2 separate regions of the Danio rerio genome follow, and region 2 is linked to region 1. A link is a contact called in public HiCAR-type data. All regions are on one chromosome and are shown on one strand. The core of a region is the stretch at or near the end of the contact, and the rest is flanking DNA. Distances in the headings are between cores, read along the strand shown.

The links. HiCAR-type assays count read pairs that join an accessible place to other places.
Region 2: a contact with region 1 is called in a HiCAR-type map of caudal fin, with 4 times the contacts expected there. The contact joins the promoter of arhgap32b here to the promoter of anapc13 in region 1. A contact is called at or near these places in 1 of 18 Hi-C or Micro-C datasets (an unstated tissue) and 2 of 4 datasets of contacts at active chromatin or transcription factors (caudal fin and embryo).

The regions. Positions count from the first base shown.
Region 1 is chr21:25,980,014-25,985,800 of GRCz12tu, reverse strand. It overlaps anapc13 (anaphase promoting complex subunit 13), which reads right to left and starts at 2,303. Exons shown (of 3, transcript NM_001302786.1): 1 at 2,248-2,303; 2 at 2,028-2,132; 3 at 1,482-1,769. The coding sequence starts at 2,126. The coding sequence ends at 1,644. sc5d (sterol-C5-desaturase) reads left to right here and starts at 3,102. Exons shown (of 5, transcript NM_001004630.1): 1 at 3,102-3,145; 2 at 4,054-4,271; 3 at 4,356-4,488; 4 at 4,794-4,894. The coding sequence starts at 4,062. arhgap32b (Rho GTPase activating protein 32b) reads left to right here. Exons shown (of 23, transcript XR_012396796.1): 23 at 1-44.
Region 2 is chr21:26,122,476-26,127,908 of GRCz12tu, reverse strand. It overlaps arhgap32b (Rho GTPase activating protein 32b), which reads left to right and starts at 3,308. Exons shown (of 23, transcript XR_012396796.1): 1 at 3,308-3,804.

The DNA of each region.
Region 1 (5,787 bases), core at 1,054-3,553:
TGAAAATATGGTTGGGTGTATTAAATAAAGACACTCATATGTAACCTCTTTTTTATGGGACCAAACTAACATTTTAATGAAGCATCTCCATTCTTGCACTCTTCTCATGAAGACTTGACCCGAAACCTTTAGCATTAAACGTAGACTAATTAAATCAAGCTTGTATCACCATTAAATCAGATTAATTTCAGTCTCAATGACACCTGCTCCTTGAATGCACTTTTGTTATCATTTTTTGTTGTTGGTGGTGCAACATAAATCTGTAGTGTAATACAGTTTCAGTCTTGATTTAATTTGTCTGCAAAATGGATTGTTGTAAAAAGACCTTCATTAAGATTTGATATTTTTAATCTGAAAAGCTGTTAGTAAATCTAGTTTTTGGTTCTATTCCCTCAAACCTCCACTCATCTGCCCGAGGAGCCACCTAGCTGAACATCTTTCTGTAATACCAGGAAAGTATTATCATACAGTATATGTTGACTATGACTGATAGTATGTTCACATTTAGCCATGGCTCAAATATATTTGTGATAACAAATGGAGAATTTCAGTGTCACCTCTGAACATAAAATAAAACTTAGCCTGAAAAAAAAATAATAAACGAGTCACTTATTCCATTCTTTATGGCATTTAATTATTAGCTATTTCATGCTTTCTGATTTTTTATTTCCAGTAATGAATCCCTTTTCTTGCATTTTAGTGTAGTAAAATCCCAATTAACTAGCACAACTGTGTTCATAACTGTATTCAATAAGCCAGCATTTCTAATACAACTGCAGTTTTAGGTTTTTGGATGTATTTGATTATTTTCAGTTGCCAAAATACCATTGTGTGCCTCAAAATTATTGATTTTTCTTTTATGTCTAAATCTTTAGGATAGTATGCAACAACATTCTGTAAAGATACTTTATGATACGCATACTCTAAATACATCTAACCACATTTTTTGATTACTAATGTTCATTGCTAAGCACTTTATTTAAACAAATTTAAAGGCGTTTCTCTCTCAGTATTTAGATTTTTTTTTAACCGTCAGATTTGGTATTTTCAATAGTTGCATATCAGTATTTTGTACTGTCCAAACAAACTATACATGAACAGAAGGCTTAATTATTCAGCTTTCCCGTGATGTATAAATCTCAATATATACAAAATAAAATGACACTTATGGTCTGTTTTGTTCTACTGGGTAGCACAGTTGCACTAGAAATTATATATATATATAATATTTTCTTCTCAGAATTCCACTAAAAAGTTTAAATGAAATATTTTGTAACATTATAGGTCTAATTAATATCACGTTTAATCTATTTATAACATCCAAATAAAATTATACTTCAAACAAGGTTTTACTGACCCTCAGCTTTAGAACTACAACACGGAAGCCAACTTGTGAAGAAGTCTTGTGTAATTTAGCTCATATGAAACCCTATGTCAACGATAATTTTATCAACTAGCACACAAACTAACTGATACTGCACTTAAAATGTGTATCATTTTATTAAATAATTTATATCAAAACGATGAAACACCAATACAATAATACATGAGTCAGTTATTTTATAAATCTTGGATCCGGGACCCAAATTGCAGACAAACACACGGTGAAGAATCAGTCAGAGAGGATAAGAGAAGCTTCTGATCTAAGTGCCGACATTTGGGGTGTTTTCATGCAAACTCTGCAGGGCGAGATCTGACCACTTCATCTCTTGCTCTTTGACGGACTCTGTCGACCCACCATTGTCCTGCTCAGCTTCAGGAAGTTCACTCTGTCAGGAGAAAAAAACAAAATTGTCCAATGGGCTTCTACGCAATTTAAACACAGTAACGTTAAAGATATGCTCAAATAGTTTAGGGATTCTTGTGTGGAAATGTAACGTAAATGATGACAAACTATTTTTAAAACTGTATTTGATGTGCATAACGTTATCTCACTGTACACTGCCTTTCATTTATGTTCATTTTACCTTGGGCGTGCGCAAATCGAACTGCACACATCAAAACTCTACATTTATACTATTTCTTACCAGTGGGATCGTCACATCCTCGTATGGCAGTCTGTCCTCTCTCCAGGCATCATCTGTTAGATCAAGAACTCGTCCGTCTCTCTGCACTTCACTGTCCATGATTCGCTTACACGGCAACACACAGTCGACAGATCAAACGACGCAGAAACGCTGTACAGTAAGTTATGTTATGTTTGTTATTACGAAAGCTCCAAAATCATCTGTGTAAGTTCATACAAACCTGTGTAGTCTAGTTCCCAGCGCTGCCGTTTGTTGTTATGTCGCTTTCTGATGACGACATATCCTATGCATCAGACCTTTTCTGGCATATAAATATCTGGACAACTGTATACTTATTATATTTCTATGTTGTCAGCTATTTTTCGCATTAAACATAGTCGCATTAAATATGGCAAAGCAATGACAATGCACGTTTTTATTAATAATTTGTAAATATAATTTTTTTCTTTTTTTGGAAATATGTTCACTAACGTATAAACGAGAGAATCGTTTATATGTTTTCAGTCAAAAGATGCTTATTAATTACAGATTTGTGTACTTTAAATGCATATTTGAAATATATATTTGAGCAGATGAAAATCGATGCACTTTATAATGTGTGTGTGTGTGTGTATATATATATACACACATAAATATACTAATATATAGTATACTAATAAATATACTAATACACATATATTGTAACCATTGTAAAGACATGTAACGTTATACATGCTATACATTCAAACAATATCACCGTTTTGTAAATGTGTAAAACATATTTACAAGTATTTTTCTTCAGTATACAGAATGCATGTAAAAGCCATGCGCGGAGGTCGGGCAAGTAAAAACGACAATTACGTCAAGACGTCAAAAAATCGCCGAATCGTTACAAGCGGTTGAGTCGAGCTGTTCGAAACAACCGATACACGAAGGGTAGATGTACTAACCGCTCAACTAACGCCATGACCAGATCTCGAATCTGACCAATGAGCTGTGAGCAATCGAGCTCGCGCTGTAAGGAAGTGAGCCGCTATTGGCTGCATTCGACTGTGCTACTGCAGTGACAACAGAGGGTCAGAGGGTTTTTACTTCAGCTGTTTTTCCTCGCTGTTGTGTCTTCAAAAGCACCTTTACAGGTAAGCTGACTGTTACCTGCAATTACAGTATTAGCTTTGACTATTTGTAATCAGAAATCACAGGCTGTGCATTCTTTCTTGATCCTCTTTTGTTTATATTGTCTTAAAAGTACAAAGTTACAGTTTACAATGCTGGGGAAGGTGCAATTGCATGTACCTAAGTTAGTATTCTCCGTGTTTTTCTTTACCAGTATTTTGCTTAGATTATTACAGTACTGTTCACATGATTTTCTCTTCACTCACATTTTATGTCAAGACATTATTTTATCCACATGTCAGTTTTGAGACTTTTTTGTATTTTGTCATGCAGTGTTATTTGTTCAGTTAACAGTTAAAGAAAACATCCAAAATATTTTTGCCGTTTGTCCTTTGTCACACTTTATTTATTTGTGCCTGTAAATTTAATCTTCAATACATATTTGTAAAGACTTTTCTCAAAGGGATTTTTTTCTTGTATTCAGCTAAATATCTCCACTTCAGCAGCACTTATAATATATAGACCTTTACAGTTCTGTCTGTACTCTAAAGAAGTTTTAAAGAGTGACAGGTTAAGCAGATTACCAGATAATTTACCAGATTCCAAACATTTTATTGTACAAAAAACGTAAAAAGTATTTTATGGCATTTTGCAGTGTTTTCTGAAATATGGAGCGATAAAAAGAGATCTTCAAATCCCTCCGTAAAAATATGTAAAAAATGTAACATCTTTTGAAGCTCTCTTCTTTTAATGTTCATATTTTTGTAATAGAAGTGTATGCATATTTAATTACAAATATTTTTTATTCATACCTTAATCAGTCAAGTGGAAAAGTATGGTGATAATTATTACTGGCTGCTTTTTTTTAACTCTATTCATTCACCTGCCGTGTCCTGCCTCAGTAATACTTCTGTTCTATCTGTCCTCTTAGGGTGAAAGATGGACCTTGTGCTGAACGTTGCAGATCATTACTTCTTTACTCCATATGTATATCCATCATCATGGCCAGAAGACAATCCTCTGCGCCAAATCATCGGTCTGATGGTGGTCACCAACCTGGGTGCTGCAATTTTATACCTGGGCCTGGGTGCTTTGAGCTACTTTTTTGTTTTCGACCACAAATTAAAAGACCACCCTCAATTTTTGGAGGTTTGTTAGCAGTATAGTTTAGAATCAGGAGTAAAGTGATTATATTATATAATATATTATTTATATTGTTGTTTTTATTAACAGAATCAGGTGCAACGTGAAATAAAGTATGCTTTGTGGTCTCTGCCCTGGATCAGCATACCCACAGTAGCACTGTTCTTCGCAGAGGTCAGAGGATACAGCAAGCTCTATGACAGAGTCGATGATTCTCCTCTTGGTAAGAGATTAGGACTGTGTTCATGAACACTTATCAAAGTTTGTGCTTAGAAAGGATAACTTGAAGGAACCGCTTGCTTTATAAAGGAAGTCATAGTTATTATTTTACATGTTTGGTTCTTTTATAAAGAGAAAGCTGTCTAGAAACCAATAACTTTAATATTAAAACAAAACTGGACGCATTAAAAATGATTGAATGTGAAATGCCTAATATTAGAAAATGCCAGTCTATCAGATGTGCTCTGGATAAATGTGTTACTGTGGGCACACCAATCTCATCCTATTTGTGCTTTTTTTTTGTTCCAGGTTGGTCAGGGCTGATTTTCAGCATGGTCTCTTTCCTGTTTTTCACTGACATGTGCATTTACTGGATTCACAGGTTCCTTCACCACAAGTTGATATATAAGGTATGTGTTATTTATGTCAATGCAGTGCAGTTCAAATATAAGTAAAGACAATGCCTGCATTATTCCTGACATGCTTTTTCAAAATGTTTACAGAATGAATGCAATATAATTTGAAGTTTTAAACCTTTAGACCAACCATTTATCTGAAATTTGTGCAAGCACATAAATTAAAGGTGCATAGGAATCTTTGAACAGTGCTAAAATCTAAAAAAAAAAAAATTAAATTGCATGAATAATAAAACAAAAAGAAACTTCTTACACAATGAGTACATATTAAAAGAAAAGACTAAAATAAACTATAATATATAAATTATTTTATTGTAGTAAATTTTGTAATGTTTTATTTTAAAACTGCAGTTCTTTATTGTTACTTATTTGCTACTATAAAAATATTTTTTGCATTATACTTTTAAATGAATCATTCTTCAATTTAGTTATTTTAGTGCTCCTGGCATTTTATAAGTTGAGTGTTAGGTTTAGTCATTTTAATACCTCAACTTAATATAACAATTTAAGTTCAAACCCAAGTAGTGAATGCTTTTGAATTCACTAGTATTCACTTGATTAATTTGGTAAAATTGTGTGTTTTCTATATATAATAAAATAATTTATTTTTTTATACAAATTTAGCATCCATACAATACGTACATACAGTAATAAAAGTCTTCAACTTGCCTGACTCAAAATACAATCTGCGTGTTAAGTGTGACGTCACACATAGCGGCTTCAGGGTCCGAGTGCTCTATCAAACTGTATGGGGAGACTCAACAAATGGTAATAATAAACGTTTACAAAGCACTGTAATACTTTTGAAAATCCCAATCCCAATATATATAGATCCATGGCTACTATCTGTTGGCCAGAAAGTGATACACTTTTTATAAATTGTTCAA
Region 2 (5,433 bases), core at 2,059-4,558, 140 kb before region 1:
TCGTTTTCCTTCAGCTTAGTATTTGATTAATCAGAGGCCGTCACAATGAACCATCAACTTATCCAGCATATGTTTTAAACAGGAGATCCCTTTCATACGCAAACTTGTTGCATCTACACTGTAAAACCCAATAGGTTAAGGTAACTCAAACCATTTGAGGAAACCGATTGCAACAAACCATTTAAGTTCAAAAACTTTTCCTAATAAGTACTGTGAAACTAATCCATTTGAGTAAACGAAGCAATTTGAGCACAGTAAAACCCAATAAATGAAAAGAACTCAAACCAACTGAGTACTGTAAAACCCAATAAGGTAAGGCAACTCAAACCATTTGAGGAAACCGGTTGCAACAAACCATTTGAGTTATAAAAAAAACTAACCTATATAAGTACTGTGAACTTACTCTATTTAAGTAGAAGTAATGTGGTTACATTTAAAAGTTAAAGTTTAATGAACTCATTACCTTCAACACTGAGTTCAAAACTTTTTGTTAAATAATTGTAGAATAAACTTTCAGTAAATTTTGAGTTAACTACACTGATTTCATTTGAGAAAGTTGGGTTTTTGACTGTTGGGTTTTACAATGTAATATTAAATGTTCTAAAAAAAATGCCATAGGTCCCCTTTAATGGAACAATTAGATAAATAAAAAAATAAAAAAAAACTTCTGTCATCATTTACTTTTCATGTATTTCCTAATTATATTTAAGCAGTTTAATTTTAGTATTCACTTCTTGGCGAACCACCTTTTTAAGTGTCATTTTTATTCTGTATTACAGGATGAATGTTAAATGATGTCAAACAACACATGAAGGAATGTGGAAATTCTCTTTTTTGTCCTGTATTATTGAATCTCATATTGTTGTCACTGCTGTTCAATAGCTTTGCTGTGTTGTTTCGATGTGCTTTCATACTGTATGTTTCAGATAAATGAAATTTCAAGCAGCACCCATAGGGTTAACTCTATTTACCTCTCTTGTATCTGTACAGTAAGTGCTGTTATTAATTGCACAGTTTAACGGTTGAGGTTCAGATTGCAATCAATAATTTGACTGCTTCACTTTTTCATTCTCCAGCAGCTTTAAAATGACAGCTACACAACCTCAAACACAATGGATCAAGTCAAGGAGATGATGTTAAGATGTTGTATGCTTTTTAAAAAAGAATCAAGAGTTGCTTTATTCATCAAGACTAAGGATATAGATTTTACATACATAGATAGAATAGATTCAAGTGGAGCTGCCAAGTATATAAATAAATAAAACAATAACAATAATAACTAATAAAAAAAAAAGACTAACTTTAGTAAATACCGACCTCACCATCAACACTTCGATTCACATCACCCTGTGCTGGTACTCATTGACATTTTCAGATGCTAGACCCATGTAATTTTTTTCCCTGCTTCAAAAATGTTTTGTATTTTGAGATAATAAAAGAGAGCAGAAAATGACCTCTGGTGTGAGTTTGTGTGTATAAACAGAAGGAGACTGTTTTTTATTTTTATTTTACTACATTTTTAACTGTATCTGTTGTGTTTTAATGTAACAAACCAATTGCCAACAATGTTAGAACTTTACATTGTGACAAACAAATTATACTATTGAAGTTGTTTTCAAAAAGGCAGTAGTTATGGTTGTCGTGATGCCATTAATTCATGTTAAGTAGTAATGCGATACTGTAATTCATAACTCAAATCCAAGAAATAAAGAAAATTGTCAGAGATACTATATTTTATGTTATAATAGACCTACTTGAATTGAACTAATGATTCCCTTATTATCGAAAAAAGTATTTGCACATCACTTCACCTAAAATGTGCTGATTCTTTTTGTTTATTTTGTAGATAACTGACCAACAAAACATACATTAAAATAAAGATACAAAATATACCAAATTAAATTTGTTACAAAAAGAGCCTTTTGCCAACCAAATTAGACTTTATGAAGTGGTCATAATTGTTTCAATGTTTCCTGTATTTTCTTATTAGATCTTTTTCTTATCAGATAAGAATCGAGATTGTCGCGATTGTTGCAACTACTAAATCCTATTGACAGGAGCAGAAATGAACTGATTCAGATTCAAACTGAAGCATCAGAAAACGTGCAGTAGGCTACCATAAAAGGCGTGAATTCTACAGTTTGCAACTATAAGATGCTCTACAGACTATTCAAATAAAATTGTCAATTGTTGCACAAACGTGTGAGCAATTTAGTTACTTTTTCACATGCAACGTATTGTCCATTAGACCATTAATGATGATACTACCATTTACAAACTAGAGTGGCATTGCCAGTATTTTAGAGCCATTGTATCACGATACTACCATGGTACCGGTAAACCGTGCAACCCTAAAAGTTAGCTTAACTTAATCACAGAATTGTTAAATTAATGACATTTACTAAACTCAAAAAAAGCTTTTTGCTTCTTGTTTAAATTATTTTTTAAAATGAGCTAAAACAACACAATTCTTGATATGTTTGAGGGTGCAACTTAATTGTTCTATGTTTAGTCCACTTAAATTTGTAAAAACAGTTTAACTTAATTGATTTCTGTTGGAACAACACAAAGAAATTGTGCTTAACCAAGTATTTTCTACAGTGTCCCGACACAGACAGTTTTTTTTGAAAAATCTAAAAAATCTCTCTCTCTCTCTCTCTCTCTCTCTCTCTCTCTCTCTCTCTCTCTCTCTCTCTCTCTCTATTTTATCTATCTATATAATTTTAAGTTAATATTTTTGCTTTAGTCTTGTTTAGTCTTATTATTATACTTTTTACAATTCCAGATATGTCTCAATATATTATATTCGTTTAAAACATTCACTTTAAGTAGGACACCAGACAAACCAATACAGCAAAAACACGGTTATTCCTCAGCATTTTGTGCCTGTGGTGACAGCAGTTCAATAGATGGAGCTGAAGATCAGTTCTGAAGCATTCTGCTGTCGTCACAATCCATTCATTCATTAAATTGAAAGCTAGATTTTATATTATTTATAAAATATTTTTTTGCTTTCGACTTTCCTCAGGTCATGAAGTTAGGATCTGTGCTGCCTCCTTATATTGCACTATGGGTTAATGTGACGTTTTGCATAATTCATATAAAAGCAGACCGTCTGCTCTGGTGTCTGTGTAAGAGAACGAGTACAGTTCGACAATTCATGATCTAAACAAAAGAAATACAACAAGCACTAACAAGAAATTACCACATAACGGTAACTATTAAACGACACAGTGCGTGAGCTCCGGTAAAATTGATCTAGACTTCTGCGCCAATCGCGCTTATGTGGTCACGGTGACGCGCATGGAGCACCACTGCGCGGTCACGCTTTTGAATGTTGAACCGAAGTCTCCCGTGGCTGTACGTGTGGCTCAGCCTACAGGACAACACACCTCTCTACATGTATGACCAAATACTGAAATGGACGGCAGATACGGGACAGGTTTAGTCTCATTTTCAGTCATATATTTTTAAAGTTTAAACAGGAACGCCGCGCGAACAGCTGGTTGGTTGTAGCATAGCTGCGAAGCTAGCTCGGCAAACCCCTTCCCCAAAAGGAGATTTTAATGAACCTTCATTATTTCGTTCTTCAGAGGTGCAGTTTTCTTCAGCACACTTCTGTCCGGTGTGTACTTTTTGGCCGTTTTCATTTAATTCTGTTAATTTCACGATGCGACTCTCTGGCACCGGGTTTCTCGGCTGGCTCGTTGTCGTCTTCGAGGAGGATCACTGGAGAGAGCGGTGCTGAGCCATACGGACACCCTGATATTCATCTACTCGGTGATTTACAGCTTTCTACCATCGGTAAGTGCATCAACATAGCATATTACCTTTATATTTATTCATAACTTGTGAGTGAAACGGTTGAGCGAGCGGTGAAAGTGGAGTGAATTGAATGTGTGCGCGCGCGTGCACTCGCGTGCTCCCCTATAATAAACTCTGCTAAATGGAATTTTATTGTGTATGAATTGCATTTTCTTCCGTTTGATTTATTTATTTTAATAAACCAGTGTGCCTGGGGCGTTTGAATCGATTATAATGTTCTGTCTGTGATAGAATATACCAGACTGTAGGTGGTAGACTGTTTATTCTGTAGCCTACTTTTTACGGGTGCATAAACTTAGTAGCTGTCTCTACTTGTTATCGTTAAATAGTCGACGATGAGATAAAGAATCGGAGTCAAAAACGAATTACCCTTTATAAAGATGGTATGTTTTGTGTTTCAAATGGATTTAGACGCCGATTTAATTTCGAAGATTACGAAGAGAATACATACAATTCAGGTCTTACTTGCACTGTTTTCTTTGTTCTGGACTTGTTTTTTCAGTTTTTTAGGAGTCTAGAACAGCTAAAATGACGGTGATCCAGCTACAATTTTTAATAATATTTTCTTACACGTTTTATATTTTCCTCTAAAATCCAATTTGAAAAAGCAACATTTATTTCTGTCTCAGAAACGGCATATAAATATGTTGTAATGGAAAGCTTTATCCTAAATTAATCTTTATTTGACAAGCCAATTATTCTCGTCACACCACCCTCTGTTTAAACTATAGACAAATAAAAAATAGCTCAGTTCTTGCTCTCTCTTTAATTTTGAAGGGATTTGCCATCACAAATCAATGTTTTGATCTAAAGCCAATAGTTTGGTTAGATATTAAAAATGCTCTCTTTGTGGCCACTTCACTGTAGAAAAATAATGACGTGACTGAAATTATATTAAAGTCTCTGAAAGATTTCCAGACCTGACATTAAGCCTATAGAGTCAGCTGGAAGCATCTTTCTGCATATTGGAGCTCTGTGCTCTTGGGCTGTGCTCAAAATATTGATTTTGGTGATAGAATTACAGCACTGTGTATATGCATAAAGCTAACCTATATTAGTCTTTCTTGAGTTTTATTTTTGAGCTGCCTCACTGACAGCAAATCTACAATGAACTACATCAAATCTCTCCAGATGCTTTTATGTGTGAACAGTGCCATCTCAACCTTAGTGTTTATATCAAACAAATGGACTGAGATGAATGCAGCACAGACCAAAGACATTGTGAACTGAAAACAGGACATAATGTCATAAAATATGACCATAAAAAGAGAATACCCTTGTAAGTGTCTTGATTTTCTTGTCATATTTGTAATGTTGCTGGTTTGTGTGTATGAATTTCTGGGAGTGTTTTGACTACTTTATAGAAGCTCAGCTTTTCATGAGCGCCAAATTGATAAAAATACACGTTTAGACCTGTGCAGAACATTGTTTAAGATGATTGTTTATTCTATAAAACATTTTTGACATAATATTGTTTTGATTACTAATATAATTAGGGCTGGGCGATATGGCAAAAATGCAATCTTGGTAATTATTGTCCATATTGAACGATAATTATATATATTTCGATATTAGTTGTTAATGCTTTCAGATTTGAAAGAGTAACCT